Linked DNA regions of Triticum aestivum: region 2 is linked to region 1. The links are chromatin contacts, called in public Hi-C maps. All regions are on one chromosome and are shown on one strand. The core of a region is the stretch at or near the end of the contact, and the rest is flanking DNA. Distances in the headings are between cores, read along the strand shown.

Evidence for each region. Hi-C and Micro-C count contacts between places; a contact is called where the count stands out from the background.
Region 2: a contact with region 1 is called in a Hi-C map of leaf, with 7 times the contacts expected there. The contact joins the promoter of LOC123097678 here to the promoter of LOC123097674 in region 1. A contact is called at or near these places in 3 of 5 Hi-C or Micro-C datasets (all in leaf).

The regions. Positions count from the first base shown.
Region 1 is chr4D:322,830,115-322,836,135 of IWGSC CS RefSeq v2.1, reverse strand. LOC123097674 (ubiquitin-conjugating enzyme E2 32) reads left to right here and starts at 3,348. Exons shown (of 5, transcript XM_044519484.1): 1 at 3,348-3,637; 2 at 3,969-4,100; 3 at 4,209-4,293; 4 at 5,944-6,021. The coding sequence starts at 3,524.
Region 2 is chr4D:323,251,317-323,257,337 of IWGSC CS RefSeq v2.1, reverse strand. It overlaps LOC123097678 (probable nicotianamine synthase 6), which reads left to right and starts at 3,429. Exons shown (of 1, transcript XM_044519490.1): 1 at 3,429-4,924. The coding sequence starts at 3,462. The coding sequence ends at 4,616. It overlaps LOC123097679 (probable glutamyl endopeptidase, chloroplastic), which reads left to right. Exons shown (of 15, transcript XM_044519492.1): 9 at 1-54; 10 at 243-308; 11 at 422-482; 12 at 570-719; 13 at 805-942; 14 at 1,441-1,721; 15 at 2,123-2,539. The coding sequence ends at 2,123.

The DNA of each region.
Region 1 (6,021 bases), core at 2,099-4,598:
TTGGCTCATCATAATCTTGCTAAGCGTCGACATGTAGATGACTTGACATGTGTTTTATGCAGTGATCATGAATCTATACAACATCTATTCTTTGATTGCACTGTTGCAAAGAAAACTTGGGAAACTATTGCTGGAATTCTTGACATTGCTATAATGTTGCTCTTTTCAAGATCTTGTTGTCTTTTGGAAACAAAAAAAGGCAGTCCGAAGTTGTTATCATTTTACCTGTTGCTACCTTGTGGAGCTTATGACTTTTGCGAAATGAATTTGTCTCCCATGGTCGAAGGTGGTGAAGCTTGAAGTGCATCCAGGCTTCAGCAGGTTCTCTGGTTCGAGTCTAGAAAGTGTTGCATCGGTGCTCAAGCTACACTGCTCCTCGAGTGTCTTCGACTTCTTATCATCACCGTGGGGAGCTTCTTCGATCATCTCTAGCAGATTCGGTATATGCCCGTCCTGCAAAATATGTTTACAAGCGCCTGTAAAAAATACAGTATCGCGAGCCCTCTGGTGGAACAGTTCCCGTAAACCAGTAACGCAAATGTTTTACAGGATCTGTTCCGCGCCGGAGGGCTCGCGGTACCGCAAATTTTGCATAGCTTCGAACAAATTACAGATTTCACTAATGTGAGCCGAATGGAATCATAATATAAATACAACATATGAATATAGATGTTCCGGAAAGCAATTCACAATACAACAATAGTTTTCATTACAACAAATGTTTAAATTCAAATAATTATTACAAGACCAAATTGTTCAAATCACACACAAATACATATGAATGGGAATCTATCCCCCATAGAGTGCCAATGATGCTCAATAAGATCATGTTGGAGTTGGTTGTGTGAATCACGATTCTCGATCTTCCAGCAGGTTTCAAGAAATGCAGTGATCTCATTTGCGTCCCTCGCAGGCTTCACACGGCTACCAACATTATCATAATTAATCTCTAAGTCCAAATTCCTCTCATCATCGACGATCATGTTGTGTAAAATTACACAAGTAGTCATGATGTCTCTAAGGGATTTTTTATCCCAGAAGCGAGCAGGACCTCAAAAATGGCAAACCGAGCATGCAACACACCAAATGCCCTCTCATTGTCCTTTCGGCAAGCTTCTTGTGCTTTGGCAAAAAAATGTGCTTCTTGATTTTGGGGTCACCAATGGTCTTTACAAATGTTGACCATGAAGGATAAATAGCATTGGTAAGATAGTACCCCATGATATACTCATGGCTATTGACAGTATAGTTGCAAGCCGAAGCTTTGTCACTAGCTAGCTGAGCAAAAATATGAGATCGTCGCAACACATTTACATCGTTCAGAGACCCCGACAAACCAAAGAAGCAATGTCAAACCCATAGATTATGTGAAGCCACGGCTTCAAGCACGATGGTGGGTTTACGTTTGCGGCCGGTGTATTTCCCTACCCAATCCACCGGGCAGTTCTTCCACCTCCAATGCATGCAATCAATACTACCTAGCTGGCCCAGCTATGAGCTTCTTTGTGTCTTCTTCGTTTGGAACTCGAAGGTACTCTGGGCCAAAAACCCGGATCATTGTCTTTGTAAAGACACAAACACATTTGATGGTGGTATCTTCTCCAATGCGAACAAATTCATTCACGTAGTCGGCGGAAACACCATATGCAATCACTCTCATCGACGCTGATATTTTTTTATATGCACTAAAGCCAATCAAACTGGTGACATTCCTGCGCCAAGTGAAATTGCTCGCAAGCTTCAGCGATGCGCACGAATAGGGACCTATGCGTTCGATATCGCCAACAAAAGAGGTGATACGGATATGTCGGTACCTCGGTAAAGTAGTCCTTCATGAGCATCTTGTCGCTGAGAGCTCAGTTGCGGGGAATGCATAGTCGGCCAACCGTGGATACGCGCCGTTTTTTTCTCTGGGCCCACTTCAAATTCCTCCACGAGATGCAACAACACTAGGTTGTCGACATCGTCGTCGAGGGTCATCTCTTCTATGTCCGAATCATCCCGCGAAGACGATGAGGACGAACTCCAGTCCATCTACAAAATGCATCTGAATAGCCCATGAATTTCACCTGAACCTCACCGAGCCAAATCGCTACAAAATGCATCTAAATAGCCCATGAATTTCACCTGAACCTCACCGAGCCAAATCGCTACAAAATGTCGCGGGTGTTGGACATACCTCGCCCGAAGCCGGCCAAAGCAAAGCCGCACCGCCCCTTTCTTCTCCCCCGCCGACCGAAATCCCTTCCTCCGGTGCGCGTGGGTGGGCCCCATCAACTCCGGAACAAACCGGATCAGCCACCTACTAGGCCGCACGCCAAGCTCCGTGGCGGATCCATGGCTTTTTTATATATAAAACTAGCAAACATGCCCGTGTGTTACAACGGTAGATACAAAAATTACACGTTGGTCAAATAAGTATGACTCAATACCCCGACATATCAGCGTCCTCTATTTTAACACAGTGGCTCATCATTTTGCCACTTTATCTTTCTTCCGACTCTCGCTAATGATGGACATGATGTCCACGTGATCGCAATGCATTCAACATGGTAAATCCCAACGCAATGAGCTTGCCACCGCATGATACACTTGTCATTGTGTAGCGCAAGGAAATGTTTAAAACTTTAAAAATAAATCTCATCTACCACGAACTACTCCCAACGCCTAGACATATAAAGACTTTTCAAAAACTAATTAAAACCTAGACATAAAAGACTTTTGGAAACAGCGAAAAGTTTTTTGAATTGACAAACAATTTTTTTTTTAAAAAAATGGGCATTTTTAAAATTCATAAGCATTTGTTTTGTTTAGACAAACATTTATTGAACACATGAGTATTTTTTGAATTCCTGAACATTTTTTGAATCGATGATTTTTTTAAAATTAGGGCAAAAAATGAAATTCGCAGAAAAGTTGATTTTTTTTAGTATTTTCTAAAATTTCATGGATATGTTGTACTTTAGATTTTGGCTGAGCGCTCTGCATCGTTCTGGATGTGGACTTTTCCCTTTGGCTTTTTTATATAAAAAGTTTGGGCGGGGAAACCCCTTTGTTTTTTTATTAAAAAAAACCATATGCAGAGAGTTATGTCGACCGGCGCCTGAAGTGGCCGAAAAAGAAAACCGAGTACAAAGATTTCCGCCTTCGACGAGCCTCTCTCTCTCTCAACCTCCAAGGCTCCAACCAGCATTCTCTCTCAAAAAAAAAACCCTCCAACCAGCATATAGGAAGGTTCCTTTAACCCACTCACCCACGCCGCAAGCACCAATAGAGACGCGCCACGTGAGCCCATCCACATCACCTCCAAACTCAACCTCACCGACAAGTGGGCCTAACCTATTCACCAGTCCCACGAGACAGGGACACGTCGACCCACTCCATTAATTCCTCCGCCACACGCGCTTCCCAATTCCTTCCAGTCCCCCCTCTCTCTCTCCTCCCTACAATTCACAATTCGAAGGCGCATCCTTGCCCCGGTAAGCGGCGGCGGCGAGTCTACAGGTTTCCTGGGGCGGAGGCGATGGCGGCCGCAGGCAAGTTCAACCGGAGTAACCCGGCGGTGAAGCGGATCCTGCAGGAGGTGAAGGAGATGCAGTCTAATCCTTCCCCCGATTTCATGGCCTTGCCCCTCGAGGTTTCAATCCCGATCTCTTCTCCTGCCTTTACCTTGAGTTTTATCCGATCTCGTCTTTTTAGGTCTGAATCGATTAGGTGGCGTTGATTTTAAAGGAGTTCTGGGGTGCGGAAATTTAGACGTGTCTGTATTTTCTTCTAGATCTCATTGCATTACATGTAATTATTGTAGTCTGATCATCAACATTACCTATCCTTAGTAGCGGCAGATATTCCTTAGATTCTAGACAGAGTGTGCGTGAAATTGTTACAGGTTATTAGGCTTAACTTATTGCCACAATTTGGTTGACATTGATAGCCTTATATGGTTTACAATGCCTGTGTCCGAGCAGGAGGACATTTTTGAGTGGCAATTTGCTATCCTGGGGCCTCGAGACAGCGAATTTGAGGGAGGAATCTACCACGGGAGGATCCAGTTGCCCTCAGACTACCCGTTCAAGCCGCCATCCTTCATGCTGCTCACGGTCTGAAATTGCTGTGTCCCAATTTCCCTGCCTCAGTTCAGCATATGCTTTTTCTGAGCTGTTGATGAATCTTGCTTTGTCTTTTCCCCTTTTATCTATGTGCTGCAGCCAAGTGGAAGATTCGAGATTCAGAAGAAGATATGTTTGAGCATATCAAATTACCACCCCGAACACTGGCAGCCATCATGGAGTGGTGAGTGTTCATTTGTTTGTAAAATGGCTGCTCAAGTAAGCTCTTAAAGTAAAGTAAAACTCAAACGCGTTGAATAGCGTCGTGTTCGTAGTGGATAATGTAAATGCCTCCATTTCCTCTAGGTTTTCGTAGTTTTAATGCGGCAAGTACTTGCCCTATGACCATGAAAAGAAAACATGGATTCTACTTCCCTATTATCTTAAGGTGAATCTGGGAAGTAGGGTTAGTTTGTTTAACAGCATGTTTTAAATGCTGTTATAATGTTATATCAGAGGCATCTGGCATCTGGCATGTGCTTGTTATTTTAATGTAACAGTTGCCTTTTTCATATTCTTTTTCATTGGTTAGCTAATACAGGGCTATGTGTAGTAGCGAGTATATATAGAAGTTAATTGCTATGATAAACCCTGCCATCCTTTTGAACTTAAAACAAGAACAGGATATATTCCAAATATCGGCCAGTTAATCGCTACTCGGACCCCTCCTTGATATGAGAAGGCCATATTCGCGCCATTAACTGGCTGGGCCAATTAACTGCTAGGCACTTTTTTGGCCCAAAACTGCTGCTGATGCTGGACATTTGTCATTTGTAGATCTAGTAATAGTATGTACTGATGTAGGAGGAGAGGAGTTTACCTCTTTAGATGCTACTGCTGTGCCGTGCTGATACTGGGCATCCCCCTTATGTAGATCTAGTAATAGTATGTACTGATGTGCACATCTATCTAATTTAGAGCACACATTAATGCTTTTGTTTTAAATCTGCATGTTTATAGCACTTTCCCTTGCTACATTAACGTGCGCAATAGCATATTTATCCATTAAGTACATTGCATATTGCTATGTAGCCTAGGATATATAGATATGGGCCTAGTTAACCTATTGATAAATTCAGTTAATAGGGCAATTCGCCGATTTATTCCTACTCAGCACCCGACGCATATGGTGCCAGTTACTGATATCATGAACATTCGGATATTGCATGCTATCATATGTACCTTTATAAGATGGACATCATCTCGTAATATACACTATAAAGTACTCCCTCCGTCCCATAATGTAAGACGGTTTTTGACACTACACTAGAGCCAAAAAACGTCTTACATTATGGGACGGAGGGAGTAGTATATATTACGTACACTGTATGACCATGATGCCAAGGAGATGGTTCTTTGTGTAATTGCCCTGTGGTATGGTATTTAGCACTATACTCAAGCCAAAGGAGGAACATATTCATCCTCATATGTCATGTATACTTATTTATTGTGAAACAAGCAATCTTGGGTCTACTTATTACTGATCCACATCTGACTTGTAAGATTAGATTGCAAGCATGTCTCCCAAAATATCTATGTTCTTTTTGTTCACATTTTGTTGGGGAAGGAATTATGTTTTCATTTATTGTCTAGTCTTGACTCCGGAGCAGGTTAAATGATTACTAATTTTACATATAGGAATTCACCATTATTCCTTCTGGAGGATCTTATCACCATATCTGTGAACTGATAAATTACTATTTTTCTTGATTTATCCACCAATTTTGTTTCCTTGGTTGTTAAAAGTGTGTTATATAATCATGTATGTGTCTTCTTTTCCTTTTTCTTGTTCATATGATGTATACACAGCTGAGCCAAACTATTCGTGTTGCAGTACGCACAGCACTAGTAGCATTGATTGCTTTCATGCCAACAAATCCTGGTGGGGCATTGGGTTCACTGGACTACAAAA
Region 2 (6,021 bases), core at 2,180-4,679, 420 kb before region 1:
TAATGAGTTTTCAGGGATTGGTGCTACATCTCCTCTTCTTTGGTTGGCTAGAGGGTATTATTTCTCTTCTTGCTATTCAAGGAAAAAACACATGCCATTTATTTCCTATTGTTGTTTCTCATGACAAAAACCTCATTCGCTCCCTTAACCTCCAAATCTAGCCTAAGTTAAAATTTGATGCACTTCTTCCAAATATCTTTCTTTCTGGCACATAGTCTCACCCAACACACTTTGGTTTGCAGGTTTGCTATTCTTTCAGGTCCGACAATCCCGATTGTTGGTGAAGGTGATGTAGAGGCGAACGACAGGTGTTTTTGCTATTTCTGCCCTATTGCATTTCCTTCTATATGTCCGAGATTGTGAACTGTACCACACTTGTGCCATGGAACTAAATCTATTGTGAATGCAAATTGTTTTGTAGTTATGTGGAACAGCTAGTAACTAGTGCAGAGGCTGCCGTCGAGGAAGTTGTCAGGAGAGGGGTGAGCATTTCGTAGTTCTTTTTGTGAGCCTTTGTGGGTAATGCTTTCTAAGGGTTTGGCATGATATCTTCTATCACTTCTCTTTAGGTGGTCCATCCTGATAAAATAGCTGTTGGCGGTCATTCGTATGGTGCATTCATGACAGCAAATCTCTTAGCTCATGCTCCTCATCTTTTCTGCTGTGGAATTGCTCGTTCCGGAGCTTACAACAGGACGTTAACTCCATTTGGGTTTCAGGTACACACTAATGCTGAATGGGTAACTGCCAATCTGGTGCAGTTTTTCGTTTCAGTCTTTCTTAACCACCTGCATTATTCTGCAGAATGAGGACAGAACACTTTGGGAGGCAACTAACACCTATGTGGAGATGAGCCCTTTCATGTCGGCTAACAAAATCAAGAGACCAATATTACTTATTCATGGGGAGCAAGACAACAATTCTGGAACACTGACAATGCAGGTGAAGTCCTAAGCATCAACTTAATTTTAACCTGTGACTGTAAGATAACAGTCGACTTTGAACTACTGCTCCCACCTCTTTTGTTTGAATACCTTTAATCACAAATTCATTTAGGTGTGCATAGTTTATCTTGCAAATATATTTGTTTTTCATGTGGAATCTCACCAGTAGTTTTGTATAATCGACCAAGCTGCTAAATTGATAGGCATAATGTAAACAGACACTGTACCAAGACCCTAAGAAATTTGATTTGTTGTTCCAGGTTTTGCGTAAATGTAATTGTCTACCTACCTCCTGCATCTTACATAGTAAAGTAATACTTGGGTTAACGTTGCCTGAAATGCACTGTCTTTTGAGAGAAGGAAAATCTGTGCATTGTTATGGGTTGATGTTTTGTCCTAGTGTTCATACGATTGTTTATTTCCTGGTGTATAGCTAATTAGCTGTTTTATTTGGAGGATAGTTTTGTATCACCTAACCTTGATATTTCAATTACAGTCGGACCGATTCTTCAATGCGTTGAAGGGTCACGGTGTACAGTCTCGTTTGGTAATACTTCCTTTTGAAAGCCATGGGTACTCTGCCAGGGAGAGCATTATGCACGTGCTTTGGGAGTCGGACAGGTGGCTGCAGAAGTACTGTGTAAACGGCACTAGCAAGGCTGATTCAGAGACAGCAGCTGATGGAGAAAGTAAAACATTGGCAGCCAGTGGTGGTGGAGCAGCACCTGAAGGTCTAAGCTCCGACGGATTCTCATCAATCCCACGATCGCTTCTGTGGTAACTTCTTATTGCTGCTTTTTTCTTATGATGCTAAAATCCATTTCGTTGCTTATTGTGACAGACACACACCACTCACCATCTAATCCATTTCCTTATCGACGCCAAAGCATATTTAAACAAATGAATTTCAACAGCTCATTATTTTATGTTACTTATAGAACAACATCTCACTTAGTTGGGTGTGCATTTGATCCATGTTAACATGTAATCCCTCCGTTCCAAAATACTTGTCGTGGTTTTAGGTCAAATTTGAGCTAAAACCACTGACAAGTATTTTGGAGGTTTTAGTTCAAATTTGAACTAAAACCATGACAAGTATTTTGGAACGGTGGGAGTATATGTTTATTACGATTTATGCTTCAGTAAAAAAGGTGACAAATTCTCTTCTTCTCGTTCAGATCAACTACTGTTAAGATGTATGGGAAATAAAACCATCTCTGGACAGCATGCACTGGCCAAAAGGAAAATAAAATGTGCTGCCGAACTTGTATGAACCAGTGCTTCTTCCAGGCAAGTCTGGATGACCATTGTATTTTGACTGCATTTCCGCAGAGGGTGATTATTTCATATTACCTCCGTCCCAAATTACTTGGATGTACCTAACACGTTTAGTGTTAGATACACCCGTGTCTAGACAAATCTAAGTAATTTGAGATGGAGGGAGTAGATTGGTGGCGGCTAAGGAAAGCTTCATATTGTTGGATATTGCGCCCTGGCTGAATTCTGTTGCTGGGGACGCCCAAGATACTGTAATTTTGTACCCACACCTATTGACAATGTACAGGTGTAGACTAGCGCGTACCATTACCAAAACAGTCGCTGCGTGCAGTGTTCTATTGTTTGACTGCGGAGATAAATTTCTGATGGTGAACAGCTTAATATGTTGGCGTTTGAGATTACCGAACTGAAACAACCAGTGAAGTTCATGTCCTGCTCATTCTACTGTTCTTTGGTGAAGTTCTCGGCAGCGTGTCCAAATGATTAGGGCAACTCCAATGCAGATCACCAAATTGGAAACATCTGAATTAATCTCTAGTACATAAGGGCACCTCCAATGTGGATCATCAAATCAAACACACCCAAATGAAATGTAATCTCTAGTACATAACAGGCAATTCACGCGGATCACCAAATCTGACACATAAGGGAAACTTACGCGGATCACCAGATCGGACACACTAAACGTCCACGAACACGTTCCAAAAACAAACGGACATACTAAACATCAGCAGACACATCTAAAAATAGTTGGTGGATACGTTCAAACAACAGCTGGTGGGCGCTCTTTATTTTTCAGACGCTTAGTAACTAAGCGTCCGAAGACACGTAAAAAAATAGTTGATGGGCACGCTCTTTATTTCACACACACTAAATGGCCGTGAACAGGTCCAAAAACAGTTGGTGGACGCTCTTTATTTTGCACACACTAATGCGAACACATCCAAAAACAGCTGGTGGACGCTCTTTATTTCGGACAAATTAAACGTGCGTGAACACTCAGTACTTTCTCCATCCAAAATTACTTTATTATACTAAAATGGATGTATCTAGACGCAGTCGTAGTAATCATCCAAAAAACAGCTGGTGCAGGCTCTTTATTCAAAAGAAAAAAAGCGATCTGGAGGAAGAATACATACAAAATTAACGCTGTCCACTTCAACAGCCGGACGTGAACACGCCACAGCAGCAGAGGCATGAAACCAGCCATATTGGCATGGACGCGTGAAGCTTGCATGCATGCACAGCTTTGCCAGCTCCATCGATGAGTGCTCTAGACGGCAGGCAGCTACATATACCCCGTGCTCCTCGTTCCATAGCTCACCAAGCAGCCCGATCCACCAACTCCACTCCACTCCTGTGCCTCAGAGTTCATCAAGTACTCGTCAGGTACCAGGTAAAATGGATGCCCAGAACAAGGAGGTCGCCGCCCTGGTCCACAAGATCACCGGCCTCCACGCCGCCATCGCCAAGCTGCCGTCCCTCAGCCCATCCCCCGACGTCGACGCGCTCTTCACCGACCTGGTCACCGCGTGCGTCCCCCCGAGCCCCGTGGACGTGACCAAGCTCGGCCCGGAGGCGCAGGAGATGCGGGAGGGCCTCATCCGCCTCTGCTCCGAGGCCGAGGGGAAGCTGGAGGCGCACTACTCCGACATGCTCGCCGCCTTCGACAACCCGCTCGACCACCTCGGCATCTTCCCCTACTACAGCAACTACATCAACCTCAGCAAGCTGGAGTACGAGCTCCTGGCGCGCTACGTGCCCGGCGGCATCGCCCCGGCCCGCGTCGCCTTCATCGGCTCCGGCCCGCTGCCGTTCAGCTCCTACGTCCTCGCCGCCCGCCACCTGCCCGACACCATGTTCGACAACTACGACCTGTGCGGCGCGGCCAACGACCGCGCGAGCAAGCTGTTCCGCGCCGACAAGGACGTGGGCGCCCGCATGTCGTTCCACACCGCCGACGTCGCGGACCTCGCCGGCGAGCTCGCCGCGTACGACGTCGTCTTCCTGGCCGCGCTCGTGGGCATGGCTGCCGAGGACAAGGCCAAGGTGATCGCGCACCTCGGCGCGCACATGGCGGACGGGGCGGCCCTCGTCGTGCGCAGCGCGCACGGCGCGCGTGGGTTCCTGTACCCGATCGTCGATCCCCAGGACATCGGCCGAGGCGGGTTCGAGGTGCTGGCCGTGTGTCACCCCGACGACGACGTGGTGAACTCCGTCATCATCGCACAGAAGTCCAAGGACATGCATGCCAATGAACATCGCAACGGGCGTGGTGGACAGTACGCGCGGGGCACGGTGCCGGTGGTGAGCCCACCGTGCAGGTTCGGCGAGATGGTGGCGGACGCGGCCCAGAAGAGAGAGGAGTTCGCCAACGCTGAAGTGGCCTTCTGATCGTTGCGAGGTAATGAAAATGAATGGCGTGCGCGGTCATCATCAGTACGTGGCTGCATGATCGCAGGCAATCGTACGGGGTAGTTTTACTACTACTATTATCTATGCATTTCATGTCATGTGTTGTTTGTACCCAATAATGTAAAGTGTGATGTTTACAAGCGCATGTCTTGTCTATGAAAAGGCAGGCTAGACCAGGATAGTTTGCCAAGAAGCAATATGTGTCGTTGTAGGTGTAAGTGTTGAGAATAAGACGATTTTCCTTCACAAATAGTATGATGTAATCGGTGTCTTATCCGTACCGAGTACATTTGTGCAGTTGTCAAGTTGCTCGCTAATTCTAACGGATGACCCATGTTTGCTTTTGACCTCTGAATCCGTCCATGCCTTGACGGGCCTCGTCAGGGGATCAACTTTATGATTTCAAAATTGCTAGACGTATATGATTATACACACATCTATGGACTCCTTCCTAACCAACTAACATGCCCTCACCTGATTTTCAGGTGGGTGGGACCCCTCCCACACAAAAACCCAACTAAACATGCCCCCCCCCCACACACACACACACACGCATTTTCAGGTGGATGGGGCCCCTCCCACCCCTTTGTTCAATCATAATTTGGCAGTTCAAACACACCCCGTAAAATGCCGTAAAGGTTCGTCGATGTAGCATATCAGTGGTGTCTGTTGGAGCCATCATCATTTGTCGGGCACTTGATTTGTAAATTGGAGTGTTTGATGTTGAAGCCGTGCTGAACCTCATCGGCATTGTTCACTTTATATACTAGTACGACATGCACACATACTCATGGACCCGAGTTCACGCGCAGGGTGGTGACGTTGTCTGGCGTTATGGTGGTGTCGATGGCAGTTGGGCCTGGCAAGGTCAATTCGTGGATCTCTCCTGAAGTTGGGAGTATGGAAGATGGCGGTGGCGGATTCTGGAGCGTGCGCATGCGGTGCGCGCTTAGGGTCTGCTAGACCGGTTGGTGTTCTCGGCTTGCTGTGGGGCGGCTTGGTGAGGCCACCGGATAAGATGGTGTGCGTTGGTGTGGTCAGGGCACATAAGCTAGTAGCTATAGCGACATAGGTCGCCAGAAAGGTGGCTTTGGGTTGATCTATGTATTTGTTCTTATCAAACTCCGTGGAATAATTTAATAAAGATTGTTGTGTGCATCGTTCGATGTAGAGGCTGGGAGTTATCCTCCTTTTCGGAAAACAACATACATACTAAGTAAAAGTGTCCGTTACAAATGAACCGATCGCATATAATCAAGAGAGAGTACTCTATACCCTATTGTTGTAGAATAATCATTTTATCCAAGATCCTGACGTGATGAGGGTGGGGCCTAGTTTGAGAAGCAACATGTCATGACTTTCCACAAGGCCATGGTGGGAGCCT